3 separate regions of the Mus musculus genome follow, and regions 1 and 3 are each linked to region 2. The links are chromatin contacts, called in public Hi-C and HiChIP or PLAC-seq maps. All regions are on one chromosome and are shown on one strand. The core of a region is the stretch at or near the end of the contact, and the rest is flanking DNA. Distances in the headings are between cores, read along the strand shown.

Region 1 (4,522 bases), core at 801-3,300, 200 kb before region 2:
TATGAATGATTAATATTTTTAGTTTAAAAATTGTATGGATATTTGTGTTTTGCCAGCACATATGTAGGTACACCATATGCATGCTTGGTACCCAAGGGGGTCAGAAAAAGTCATTGGATTCTCTAGAACTGCTGGAAATAGAACCTGGGTCCTCTGCAAGAGCTGTAAGTGCTCTTAACTGATGAGCCATTTCTCTAACTTCGTCATGAACGCTTTTAGAGTTTTTCTGACCAACGATAAATTGGTGAAATTTTTTTTAAAGGATTAGATGTGTGAGGGAAAGATGGCTGACACTTAATACAGGAAGTAAAAAATTAAAACACTTAAGCCAGGCTTGGCAGCTCATATCTGTAATCCCTGCACCTGGGAGGCTGAGGCAGGAGAGGAGGACCAGGAGGTTAACGCATCCTTGGCTGCATAGAGTGAGTTTAAAGCCAGGATGGGCCATAGGAGACCTTATTTCAAAAAATAAAAATGAGAGAGAGAGAGAGAGACAGACAGACAGACAGACAGACAAAGTTAAAGACATATTAGAGGTGTTGATAAGATCATCCAGAGGAGACACAGAGCTCAGGGGGAGACTTCAGGGGCTTTCAAGGGTAATTTGAGTTGCATGAGATTTCCCCCCACCATTCTTTGGGTTTACATGCCCCATCTTGGAATAAGATGTGACTCTATAGAGAAGAAAGTCAAGAAATAAGGAAGGAAAGAAAGAAGAAAGAGAAGACTAGAATTTTATCTGAGTTTACTCTAAAGTTGGTTGTTAGAGGGATAGAGAGAAGAAGAGGTTCTGCTGTCTCGCTTTCTAGATGATAAGTATTCAGGAAGGACCCTTGAACTTGAACAGAACCAAAGTCTCAATTTCAGTTATGAAATCTAAGCAGTGTGTAGTATTGGCATTAGAGAATAAGGAGGTCTTAAGCTTCCTTTTCACACAGCTGATGCTTCCGCAGGAGTTTCCAGTGTCTACTAAATGTCTTCTAACTTCTCATCACAGTTTGCATGCCATTTGAAGCCTCTGTGAAGGTTTTAGACTTCCTGGCTCCTCTGTGCACTGTTTATGTAAGTCGCTGCCATTGGCAGGCCAGAGTGGGAACACATGTTCTCACAGCCATGAGAAGAGGTAACTATGGTATCGAAGGCTGGAGTTGAGAACAGACACACGTTGACACTGATTCAGTGTGCCCTGGGACACACCAGGATGCCTTTCAAAAACGAGATGAAGGTTGATACAAAGACAAATGTGTTTCTTTGCTGCTGGGGCCAGATTTCAGGCTTTCTCTTGGGATTTGTGGCCTTAGTTTTGTGTGTCAGGGTGCCCGTTTAGTAAGGACATCCAATGAACTGTGCTATGGTTCTGGTTCACACTTACTGAGAAACCACTGAAGCTTTCTTTCTTCTTCTTCTTCTTCTTCTTCTTCTTCTTCTTCTTCTTCTTCTTCTTCTTCTTCTTCTTCTTCTTTTTTTCCCCCACTCTAAAAGGAAGATGAGCAACAGACAAGTAATTATGACGTTGCCACCTATATAACATAGGAAGCCACTTTTGTGACCTCATCATGAATTCTGAAATGTGTTACTGACTCGCATGCACTCATTACTGTAAGAGTTCCCAGACCTATTTATCTAACTTTGCATTCCAAGGAAAAAAGAGTTTATTTAGGGAGTTTTCATGTAACAATGCAGTTAAGTAGGTTCTGCTTCCAGGCTAGTCAGTGTGGAAAACTTGGGATCCAATCTCTACTGTCTTCCATGGTCCAGACCAGTAAGGAGAGCAGTTTCCCTACTCTCTTTCCCTTTTATCCCTGATCAGTTGATTGTTACAGTGCACCTGACAGTTCAACGAAGATGAACGATGGTTAAAATGCAAACACCTGGCCATTCATTCACTGGCTTAATGATGGAAAGGACCCAAGTTGGTTTTTACACCACTGGGATTGAAATTTCACAGACCCGGGATGACTCACCGCTTTGCTGTGTCATGAGTTTCATTCTGAAATGAAATACACTCTGTGGTTTCACTTGAGGCTTCGTGTTGATGCAAAAAGGAAATGAGCCCATATTGGGAAGTCGGGTTGAAATACACATATTGTACCAAGTTGTTGCTCAGCCATCCTTACACCCTGTGCTTCGGTCTTACCGCGCATCCTTACAGGATAGGCTTTGGTGTCATCACACTGTTTTATCATCAGTTCACACCTGTCTATCCTCCTCCCTTGTCTGAGAATCGGGTGAAGCAACCAGAATGTACTCAGAGAGCAGCCTGTGAATGAGCCACTGACTATCATTTCTGTGTGGATGACGTTCTTCCTGGGTTGGCACTGAGAAGAGAATGCTCATCTTTTTTTTTTTTTTCTTTTTCTTTTTGGTTTTCCCGAGACAGGGTTTCTCTGTGTAAGCCCTGGCTGTCCTGGAACTCACTCTGTAGACCAGGCTGGCCTCGAACTCAGAAATCCACCTGCTTCTGCCTCCCAAGTGCTGGGATTAAAGGAGTGCTCCACCACCACCCGGTGAGAACGCTCATCTTTATGGTGCCTCCACTCTCGTGAAAATAGTCTTGTTTTACGAAGACCATTTTCATTTTCAATAGTCCATTGTCATTTCATAATAGTAGTTACATCTTCAAACTTGGATAGTCCCCAAGACCAATGAGCAGTGAGAACAGGGAAGAGGAGCAGAAATAAAGCTGTGGTGGAGAATGAAAACAAAACAGAGCAAAACCACCCAAGGCCTTCTACATTCGAGGCAAACACCCTAATACTAGGCCATACCCTCATTTCCAAATATCAATCTTTTAGAAACATATTTTAATATTTCAAACTTATTTTCACATTTTTGCATATGTGCAATGTTCCAGACAACTCTCAGGGTGTTTTATATCCGATTTCCAAGACTGTTAGGGCGAGGTACCAGGCCAGAAAGAGAACAAAAATAAATCCTGTATTGAACAAAATCCAACTAAGTTGTTCCCTTTAGCGTTTAGATAGACAACTTTTCATTCAAAGCCAGATCAACGCTGGTTCCTCCCTTACTCTGAGACCCTAGGGAAGTCACATGACCCAGTCCTGATTTGCTTATTTCCAGGCTGGGAAGTATAATGGTAACTCATACCTCAGCATGAGGCTGTTATGAGGATCAAATGAAATCATCCATTCACCTCACACTTTCAACCCAGAGTACCAATAAATGTGAGCAATAAAAAGTGGGAGCAGGAAGCATCAGGAATAAGTCTCTGAGAGCTGTTTTCAATCTTATTATCTGATTGATTTAGTGTGTGTGTGTGACGTAATGTGGAGTGGGCATGTATCTTTGTGTATGTGATTGTGGGGTGGGTAGAGGTTAACGGTGGACATCTTCCTCTAGCACTCTCCACCTTATTTTTTGAGACAGAGTCTCTCATTGTACCTTAAACTCACCATTTCAGATGGACTCAACTCGTCAGTGCACTCTGGGGGACACTTCTCTCTGCCTGTCCATCTTCCCTAGCACTACTGATAGGGACATGAATCGCCATGCCTGACTTTTATATGGGTCCTGGAGATCTGAACACAGACTCATGGTTGTACAGCAAGAGCTTTATCCACTGTGGTATCTCCCAGGTCCTCTATTTTATTTTAAAATAATCTTTTGCTAATCCACAGATAATATGTTGTTTTGATTAAATGTGGCATTTACTGTTCTTATGTAATGCAGAACCAGCATAATGAGTACACACAAAGGATTTCATCATGTGAAAACATTTAAAAACCACAGCATCTAATACTTTTAAGTGAATGAGACTAGCTACATCATTGGTAGGCTTTGATGATAAGCACTGAGATCAGAATTTGTGCAGGTAAACTGCACAGGTTATGATTGCCTGAAGCTCTCATAAGAATGCAGATTTCTGGGTCTTCAATTCTATTCCATTGGTCTACTTGTCTGTCTCTAAACCAGTACCATGCAGTTTTTACCACAATTGCTCTGTAGTAAAGCTTTAGGTCAGGCATGGTGATTCCACCAGAGGTTCTTTTATCCTTGAGAAGAGTTTTTGCTATCCTAGGTTTTTTGTTATTCCAGATGAATTTGCAAATTGCTCCTTCTAATTCGTTGAAGAATTGAGTTGGAATTTTGATGGGGATTGCATTGAATCTGTAGATTGCTTTTGGCAAGATAGCCATTTTTACAATGTTGATCCTGCCAATCCATGAGCATGGGAGATCTTTCCATCTTCTGAGATCTTCTTTAATTTCTTTCTTCAGAGACTTGAAGTTTTTATCATACAGATCTTTCACTTCCTTAGTTAGAGTCACGCCGAGATATTTTATATTATTTGTGACTATTGAGAAGGGTGTTGTTTCCCTAATTTCTTTCTCAGCCTGTTTATTCTTTGTGTAGAGAAAGGCCATTGACTTGTTTGAGTTAATTTTATACCCAGCTACTTCACCGAAGCTGTTTATCAGGTTTAGGAGTTCTCTGGTGGAATTTTTAGGGTCACTTATATATACTATCATATCATCTGCAAATAGTGACTCCAGATAATCAA
Region 2 (4,654 bases), core at 1,908-4,407:
TCACCTCTCAGTACTGAGACCCCATCTTGTTTGGGCATATGCAGGCCCTGTGTGTGTATGTGTGTTGCTACAGGTCTCTCTGAGTTCCTAAGTGCACCAGTCCCGCTGTATCTGGTTTTCTTAGGGTCATCTATTCCCTCTGGCCTCTTTCACACAATTTCCTGAGCCCTGAGGGGAGGGATTTGATGAAACATCCTGTTTAGTACTGAACGTTCCGAGCTCTCTCACACTGTGCACATGGCCTGCCTGTGAGCCTCTGCATGTGTTCCCATCTACTGCATGAGGACGCTTTGCTGGTGATGGCTGAGCAGAACACTGTGATTTATGAGCACAGCAGGATGTTATTAACAGCCATTTTATTGCTACTATTGTCATTATGTTCCTTTAGCAGAACAATAGAATGTGGTTTTCTTCAGGGTCCCTGACCTATCTGGTCTCAGGTTCTTGGCCACCTGAGCGGTGTCAGGAATGGGTTCCATCTTATGGAGTGTCTCTTAAATCCAACCAGAGATTGGGTGGTTGCTCCCCGCATTGTGTGTGCCAGTATTTCACAGATTCGTATAGATTAGGGTACCAAGAGAGTCTTGTAATATTTGGTCTTTGATTCCAGTTGCTGACAGATAACCCCTCAGACTTTTTATTGAAACATAGTTTTGGTGTGTTTCATACATGAGTCTGATGAATTCTGATTAATGTAACCCCATCCTCTCTCATCTCTGTCACTCTTATTAACGCTCTCCTCTTTCCCACATCCATGTATTTTTCTGTTTTAGTTTGAGGCCCACTGAGATTATTGATCTGTGTGACCATGAGTGGAGCCTTGTGCTTTCATGGATGGATATGCAGCCATAGATGATGAAGATGATGCCTGCCTTTGCCCTAGTAATCTAGCAGTGGGTCAGTAGGGAGGAGTCTTGCCTCCTGAGCTTCAGTGGCTGACTGTTGACATGCCCAGTTGTTTGCAGGCCCATTGCCTTCCCATCCCTGCTTAAACTTCCTGCTCCGACTATTCTCTCTGTTTTCATGTCACTTATGCTTGCTATCCCCTGCCTTATGACAGTCCCCAATCCAGTGGCCCTTCTCTGGTTTCCTGGCTTCTACAGGTACTCAAAGTTAAACACACACACACACACACACACACACACACACACACACACACCTTAAAGGTGTGAAAGTAAGACCCATGTACAAGAGCATGAAGTCATTCTAAGACTGTTATAGATTCCTTAGTGTTTGGAACATATGACTTACACATCCCTTGGGAAAAGTTCCTTGGGATTTCCTTGGTGACAGACACACTTTTTGTTCTAATGAGGTGTTTCTTGGTGTGTTGCTGCATAGTAACCAGGTTCCAGAGAATTAGCCTTGTAGCTAGAAGGGTGGGACTTTCACCTGCACTCACCCCCCAGCCTCTGTGGAGATAGAGGGGGAGAAAGGCTGAAGAGTGAGGTGATCACCAAAGATCAGTGATGCAGTTAACCATACTCTCATAACAAAGCTTCCACAAGACCTCCAAGTGAGAGAGTTAGGAGAACCTTCAGAATGCCGATCAGGTACCTGGACTGTGGCACAGCTGGGGAGACATAAATGCTCACCGCCTCCTCATACACATCTGTCATGTGCACCTTTCCATTTGGCTATCCCTCTGTATCCTTCATTATATTCCATGTCAATATAAAAATTAGAGCAAGTGTTTTCCTAAGCCATGAGAGCTATCTTAGCAAAGCAATTGAATCCAAGAAGGGAGTCACTGATACCCTGATTTATCACAGGTATAAGAAACAGCTTACACCTTTCAGTTGCTGTCGGATGCCGGGGTGATAGTCTATGACTAAATGTTTAACCCGTGGGAGCCAATTCTGGGTTCAGGTAAGTTCTATCGGAATTGTAGTTAGGGCCCATTGGAGAACTGCCTGTTCTACAGGGAACTGCTCTCACATCTGTTGTTTTATGTTGGGTTGTAAGTATTGGATGTATGTAAGTAGTAAAATAATAACTGGGTTTTTCCTCTTTTGCAGCTAATTTGTTAAACATCTTTCATTTTTCTTTGTCTTTCATGATTTTGACACTTTCCAAAGCACCAGTTGTCTTCGTGGGAGATGCTCTTCTTATCATGACTAATATGAGATTATCTTGTATTTCACAGTACACTGTGGATGTATGAACCCTTTTCAATCTTTCATACCAGGATATATATAGTTTCTATGCATATTATTGGTGATGTTTTGATAGCTTCATGAAGATAATATCTGTCAGAGTCTCCACCATCAATTTTCCATTTTCTTGCTTATTACTCAACACTTTAAGGAAGATAATTATAGATATACAAATATACTATTTCTGCTTAAACTTTTGCCCATTAATTTTAACTTCTTTTGGTGGATCTTACCTTCCACAACTATTCCTATGGTTGTCTGATGGACGTTTTCTATGCATTATGTAAAATTCTTCTACCAGGAAGACTTGTCTATTTATACACTAGACATTAATTGTATTGTTGGAAGTATAATCTAATATTACTGTTATTGAACGTCTGAAAATTTTCTGGTCACTGTATGCTTTTAAGGACCCCTTGCCCTTTCAACATGGTTGCGTTTTTACTTCTAACAATGTTCTTAACCTTCTATCCCACAAAGAGAGTGTAGGGTATGTGTCCCTTTCCTGTTTTAGCCCTGGAATCTACCAATTCTCCAGGGAGTGCCCATGACTTTGGAACTTGTTCTTATTGCTTTTATTTTGCCAAGCAGTTCTTCACTGTGGACTGGAATTGAGTCAAAAATAACAGAATGACATTCAGTGCTCTCTTTTCTGCTCCCTCAAAGTTTGGGAAAGAGAAGTTTTTACTAGCACACTATGAATTGAGATTCAACAGATAATGCAACCCTAACAGAACACTGTCTGTTAGCTCTGGGTTATATTTAAGGATGTGCTCCTTACAACAGAGTCTTGTGTAGGCAGCTTATTCTACTTCTTGATATTTCACCCTGGTTAAAAAAATTCTTCTTTAAAGTGATTGGATATTTGCTTTTTTATGTCTCATCTGGCAATACAAGCTTCTGCTAACTGAAAATGTTCCCCAACTCCCAGTGTATTGATGGGCACACAAGTGATTACCAACAGTGCCAGTGAGTCACTCTCGGTTACCATGGAAACATCACTGTTTGTTCCTTGTCCTATGGCTTCCTTCCTCTGCTATGAATCAAGAGAAAAGACTTTCTCTTTTAATAGCTGCTGGTCAAAAGGGTTTTCTGTAGAGCAATGCACTCCTCAGTTCTTCCACTGTGTCTCACCTCAGCTATTAGGCATCCCGAGCTAGCACACCGCTTTGATTTGGGCTTACAAAAATACTTGTTGTAGTCTTTTCAAAAACAGTGTTGCTCATGAATATGTAACTTAGGCAGGGCTTAGCTGGGTAGGGCCCATCTTTTCTGATAGCATCAGGTGAAAGATTTATTTCCTAAAGGGTTCATTCACACGGCTGCTGAGTTGGTGCTATCTGTCACCTACAGCCCAACTGAGACTTTGTTCTGGGCTCCAACAGAACCTAGAAAAAAATGCTAACAGCCTGTACTCAAAATTTACAAAAATCTTAAAGAAGAAGGAATGTGTTCTATATAAAAATGGAAAAGCTGTCAGTAAATTCCAGAATGTGGGAAACTTTAAATGTCAAGTGGTCTGGGAATATGTGGCTGAGGGAGCCGGGTCAGGAGTGGGGGGAGAAGAAGGAGGAAGAGAGAAGAGAGCTGAGGAGAGAAGTGGAGACAAAATCCCTAATAGCATAGCTCAGGATTTCTAAACTCTATAACTAAAATATATTTTAGTTTTTAATGCCCCACCCCAACCCCATAACCCCACTTTATTGGTATGATGCTGCCTTTCCAGGCAAGTTGTAGCAACCAAAACTGTCTCCTGAAAATAAAAATGGCCCCAGTATTGAACTACTATATATTCAAAGAAATAATTAAATGGCACAATGAAAAAAAAACAATATATATATATAACAGGGTTGTATTCTGATTTTTCTGAGCCAACTGTGAGGAATTAGGTGATAACCAGAAAAAAAAATCTGTATATGTAAAAGTAACCGTATTTAATGACCTCTAGGGATAATTTGTTATATTTAGATGCATCATAATAGTAGGCTAACTATTTGTGATAAGTGATCCAGACTTTTTAATGATTACATTGAATTACATATCTATAGTTAGAATGACAGAGTGTCTTGTATTGCTTCATAATAATACATTTGAGGTGGATGGATGAACAACTGAGTAAAGTTATAGATACAAATACCATTGGCTGCGTGTCAGGAGAAGGCTCATTGTGTTGGAATTTTCCATGATAAAGTGTTTTGTTTAAAAAGTGGTAGCAAGAGAAGTGTTCAATACCATTTACAAGTATGTATTCTTATAGTCAGCTTTTTACCATCAATAACTCTGCATACCCATCTGCAAATATGTATGTCTGTACGTACTCATCAGTTCAAGCTCAAGTTATTCCCAGATGTAGGTCGAAGGAGTTGAAAATAGTCACTTTTGAAGAGAGGCAGGTGAATCCAGGGAACTGCTTCTTTACTTTTAACAAATATTTTAGTATCATTAAGCATTGAAAACAAGGTGCATAGATTACTATGACAGGTAGTAAAACATAATTA
Region 3 (4,334 bases), core at 1,791-4,290, 150 kb before region 2:
GCTCTGGGTTACAGGTACACACCACCGTGCCAGGCTCAATCTCTAGAATATGAAATGATATGACAGGTTTTATTATCTCCCCTCTGATAGTCTGAGGGTTGGTCACGTGATCCAGGTAAGTGGCTATCTGGTCAATATCCACTGCTGGACATCTCTAGACAAATGGGAAGCCCTGGGCTCATTTCTTTTCCATCCTAGTAGGGAACAAATCTATTTGTCAGGCCAGTTGTCCAGCTAACCTTTACAGAGCAATGCTTCCTACTGATGAAGCATTGTTTCAGTGTTCATGAGTTTGACTTGGAACCTTGTTTACTGCACGCATCAGTTGCTTATTTTGGGTCCAAGGACAATAATTCTCAAACCTCTCTAAAATTATTTTGCTCCTTGATATATGGTAAGACATGTTTTAGTCACATTGTTTGTATATTTATTTTTGTTAAAAATATTTTTTGTTGTATTATTCCATAAACTCTTTGGTATGAGTTCGTAAAATTCCATAGAACGAAGTCATATTGGGACTTTTCAGATTCAACTTAATTTATAGATTTTTTTTTCACTATTGAACAAGAAAATGTTGAATAGAGAATATGACTGAATAAAAGTGAAAACATTTATTATTGTTGTTATTGAGACAGGGTCCCAAGTAGCCCAGACTGACCTGGAACTCACTTTGTAGTTTAGGGTGACCATGAATTCTTGGTTCTTATGTTTCTACTACCCAAGTGCTGGGATTCCAAATGTTCACCTCTACTCCAGGCTTAAAAGAAGAAAAAAGATGAAGTTTAGTCATAGACAGTAAAAAATATTGATAGGAATAAATGTCAGTAAGAAAACATTAGCAGTAGATAGTCACATGTACATCCCTGGGTTACTCAAAAGGTTCTGTCCTTTTAATAGTGAATGGGATTGTGAAGTTTGGTCATATTTTATTTTGTTTTTCCTGAGTAATAAATATTTTCTTCATTGTACAGTTAGAGATGTTGTAACTCACTGTGTTGTACTGAGTTAAATCTTTGTTCTGATACATGATGTCAACTTTGTTTTTCCAGGGATGAATTCTACTTGAGCACGCCACACAGAAAATACAATGCTGGAGGTGAGCTTGCTGAGCAGAAGTGAGAACCTGAGTTCAAATACCCAGAATCCACCTGGGTACCGTTCTGGTGTCATGATAGCATATGTCCATGATCTCATTTCTCCTATGTGAGATGAGATGCAAAGGCAGGAGAGTTCCTGGAAGCTACTCTCTCTTTTTTGTCCTCTTGCTCTTCTCCCTCCTGTCCCTGCAGTCTCTCCCTCCCAGATCTTAGGTTTATCACACATTGGTAAACACTATGCTCTGACACTGAGAAATGCCTACAGCCTCACACACTGCTTCTTCCATAATAAAAACTCATTACAAGAAGATGAACTGGAAACAGCCATAATATGTGCCAAGTTACTTATTCTTTATTTACATTTTATTTAAATTTTTTGTCCTTGTAGAATATATTTTTATAATTTAGTGACCTAATTTTCTCTTACAAAAACCATACAGCATGATTGACATTTTCTTTTTTAAGACTAAATGAACCATGAAACCCAACCTTTTCTTGCTTTGGTTAAATTGATCCAGAGATTACCATGGAATTTAAAACTCTATGTAATATGATAAGTTGGAGAAATTTTAATAACAGCACTTCTAGAGTTCTGTAGTCATTCATGTCTTGGTCAATAGTAATCTCGGCATAAGTTGCTAAATCTTATTCCCTATGGGACTCTGACAGAAACCATTAGCATGTTATGCCTCAATTAAGATTCTTAAAAATGGAGGTGCCTCGTGGCTGAGTCTTCCTTTGTGAGGTCTCAGCTGCCGACTCTTCTTGCTCCATGCCTGCTTTCATGCTGCCACACTCCCTGCCACCATGGTCATGGGCTCTATCCCTCTGAAACTAAAACGTCACTCACCATTGTTTAAGACTCAAAGATACAAAGACGCGAATCGAGAGGCAAAGAGTGCAATAGATAGAATGGCAGACTGCAATACATCATTAAGAAGCAGAAAGAGAAAAAGTCAATTTATAAAGATATCAACAACCCCTTCCTCTTCTAAGTGGAGGCATGTCTATGGGAACTCATTGGAGAGTGACAGGAATTCCAGTTCTGGGAATTTTAGAAATAGTTTGAGAGTGTATGCTGAAGACATTTTACTAAAGCTGTTCCAAGATTTTTGCTGGCTCAAAATCTCAAAGAATCACCCTGTGCCACCTGAAGAACCCAGTAAGACCCAGGTGGGTATTCCCTGGACTCTGTATTGCTCCCACACTACCCATTTCTCATTGATACTCATTATGCTAAGATGTTGCTGTCCAGAGTAGTCTGTGTTCTTGAGGAAGTGGTGGTGGTGAATAGGAGCGCTGCTCTGCTCTGTAGCTGCCACACTTTCCAGCTGTAGGTGACGCTACTCTTTGGACAGGGTCATTTGGTGCCACCTTCAATAAGCTCAACTATGAAGCAAATGGCTTGCTATGAATAGGCTCTGACTTCTATAGAGGAAATGATGAAACAACAGAGGAAGTTGATAGGAACAGAAAGAAAGTTGTCAGCAGTTTCATTTGAGAATAATATCATTGTGGTCTCAAGTTTCTGAAGTCAAAAACAGTCCAGGGAGAAAATCCCTTCGCCATTCTTCCTCTTTTACAGAAGGACAAAAGAAAAAAAAGCACTTGAGCATATGACTTCATCAGTTATGTGTTGGTTTAGAGGTTGGGCTCAGGAAACTCACTTATCATTTACTGTAGCTGTTTTCAAAAAAAAAAGTTCTAAACAGCATTGCTGACTCTAAAACCACTAGCATTTCTAGGCTAAACAATTCTGAGTGTTTCAGGGTGTCCCTCTGGTGGAAAATTGAAAACACTTGTGGCATTTTCTGTGGGGAAAGATGGTAAATAAATACGGAAATCATACAGGTTATTATTTTTTCCCTACAAGTAGAAGGAAACTTGTTTGCTATTCCTTCGTTAATGCAAAAGTGTTGCCAAGCTCCATGGTAAGATGAAGACCGTTTCCTTCACACCTCTGTGAGTGTGAGGAGATCTGGTAACAACAGGCCAAGAGATGTAGCTTCCCTCTTGTTGGTAGAAGACTTGCCTCTTGTGCACAAAATTCTAGATTTGATCCATTATAAACTGGGCATAATCTCAGCATTATTATTATTATTATTATTATTATTATTATTATTATTATTATTACTATTATTGGAGCAAGAGGTAGGAGGGATCATAGGATCCAACTTATCCTTTGTTACATCTAGAGGTTGAGGCTAGCATAGGATATTTGAGACCCTGTATCAGAGAACCAAACTGTTCAGTCAGCACAAAGCAAACAGTTGGAATTTCACTCTATGAGTAATGATGCTGAATGTCGGGAGGGAAGGGAAAGCATGGTTGGGATGTATTGTATAAGAGAAGAATCTATTTTCAACAGAAATAAAAAGATAAAAATGTATTTGGTAGTCATGTTTTTTTTTTTTGAAAAATATGTATGCGTGTCCATTTTAAGTAAGATACTATTACCTTTGTTTTTTGTTATTTAAGAAGCAGTGACATTTCTCCATTTGGTAGCAAAAGAGAAAATTGGAGGAGCTGAGAGCTTTAGAAGGACACACATGGTCCTGGGTTTATAGATGAATGAGTTTAAAACAAAGGTCGAGAAGTGGCTTCCAGGACCTGAGAATGTCCCTTGGCAAATAATCAACTAGGAAATAAGGGCCTGAGTCCTAAAGCCACATGAAACTGAGTTCTGCCATTGACAGAAAGAGGCTCAGAAGATCTCATGATCCAGAGGAGGTGACAGCTGGCACCCCCAGTATGAAGATACAGAGAGATTAAGAGTCAGAGGATGAGGCTGGAACAATGTCTCAGTGGGTAAGAGCCCTGCTGTGTAAGTATGAGGATATGAGTCCAGATGCCCACTATTTATATACAAGTGAGCCTGGTAGCACGGCACAGAGCCTGAGTGCTCACCAGCAGCCTAGCCAAAACACTGAACTTCAAGGTCAGTGAGGTCGCATCTCGGTGAATAAGGTAGAGAATGATAGAGTAAGCCAACATCCTCGTCTGGCCTCTGCATGAGCTTACATTGGCACACACATCTGTATTCGTACAATACAATCATGCATATACCACAAACATATAGAGCCCCAAATAGTACTATTATAATTAGCTATTCATAGGCAAAATAAAGAACTTTAGGTCATGTTTGGCACTAATGTCCTAGGTTGATTCAAAATGGACTATACACCTAAACATATGAACTGAACTAAATATGAAAAAAAAAATCATAGACAGGGTCCA

Evidence for each region. Hi-C and Micro-C count contacts between places; a contact is called where the count stands out from the background. HiChIP or PLAC-seq counts read pairs in DNA pulled down with a chosen protein or histone mark.
Region 1: a contact with region 2 is called in an H3K4me3 HiChIP or PLAC-seq map of bone marrow-derived macrophages, with 5 times the contacts expected there. The contact joins two enhancer-like sites. A contact is called at or near these places in 2 of 484 Hi-C or Micro-C datasets (bone marrow-derived macrophages and cortical neurons), 6 of 115 datasets of contacts at active chromatin or transcription factors (CD8 T cells, bone marrow-derived macrophages, embryonic fibroblasts and 3 more) and 1 of 9 other capture datasets (bone marrow-derived macrophages).
Region 3: a Hi-C map of bone marrow-derived macrophages shows a contact between it and region 2, with 27 read pairs. The contact joins two enhancer-like sites. A contact is called at or near these places in 9 of 484 Hi-C or Micro-C datasets (the HPC-5 cell line, bone marrow-derived macrophages, granulocyte-monocyte progenitors and 5 more), 1 of 115 datasets of contacts at active chromatin or transcription factors (bone marrow-derived macrophages) and 1 of 9 other capture datasets (bone marrow-derived macrophages).

Annotation. Positions count from the first base shown.
Region 1 is chr16:55,752,114-55,756,635 of GRCm38.p6, reverse strand. No RefSeq gene overlaps it. Among named protein-coding and RNA genes, the nearest start is that of Nfkbiz, 68 kb to the left of the region's middle. Within about 2 kb of position 2,050, at least 143 of the 459 cell types and tissues checked have an H3K27ac peak or open chromatin away from gene starts, as enhancers often do. A contact at or near this core is called in CD8 T cells, bone marrow-derived macrophages, embryonic fibroblasts and 1 more, where this site is marked.
Region 2 is chr16:55,549,629-55,554,282 of GRCm38.p6, reverse strand. The region is part of intron 1 of Gm45968 (a long non-coding RNA gene); the gene reads left to right. Among named protein-coding and RNA genes, the nearest start is that of Gm45968, 31 kb to the left of the region's middle. Within about 2 kb of position 3,157, at least 155 of the 459 cell types and tissues checked have an H3K27ac peak or open chromatin away from gene starts, as enhancers often do. A contact at or near this core is called in CD8 T cells, bone marrow-derived macrophages, embryonic fibroblasts and 3 more, where this site is marked.
Region 3 is chr16:55,696,932-55,701,265 of GRCm38.p6, reverse strand. No RefSeq gene overlaps it. Among named protein-coding and RNA genes, the nearest start is that of Gm23003, 100 kb to the right of the region's middle. Within about 2 kb of position 3,040, at least 54 of the 459 cell types and tissues checked have an H3K27ac peak or open chromatin away from gene starts, as enhancers often do. A contact at or near this core is called in bone marrow-derived macrophages, granulocyte-monocyte progenitors and hematopoietic stem and progenitor cells, where this site is marked.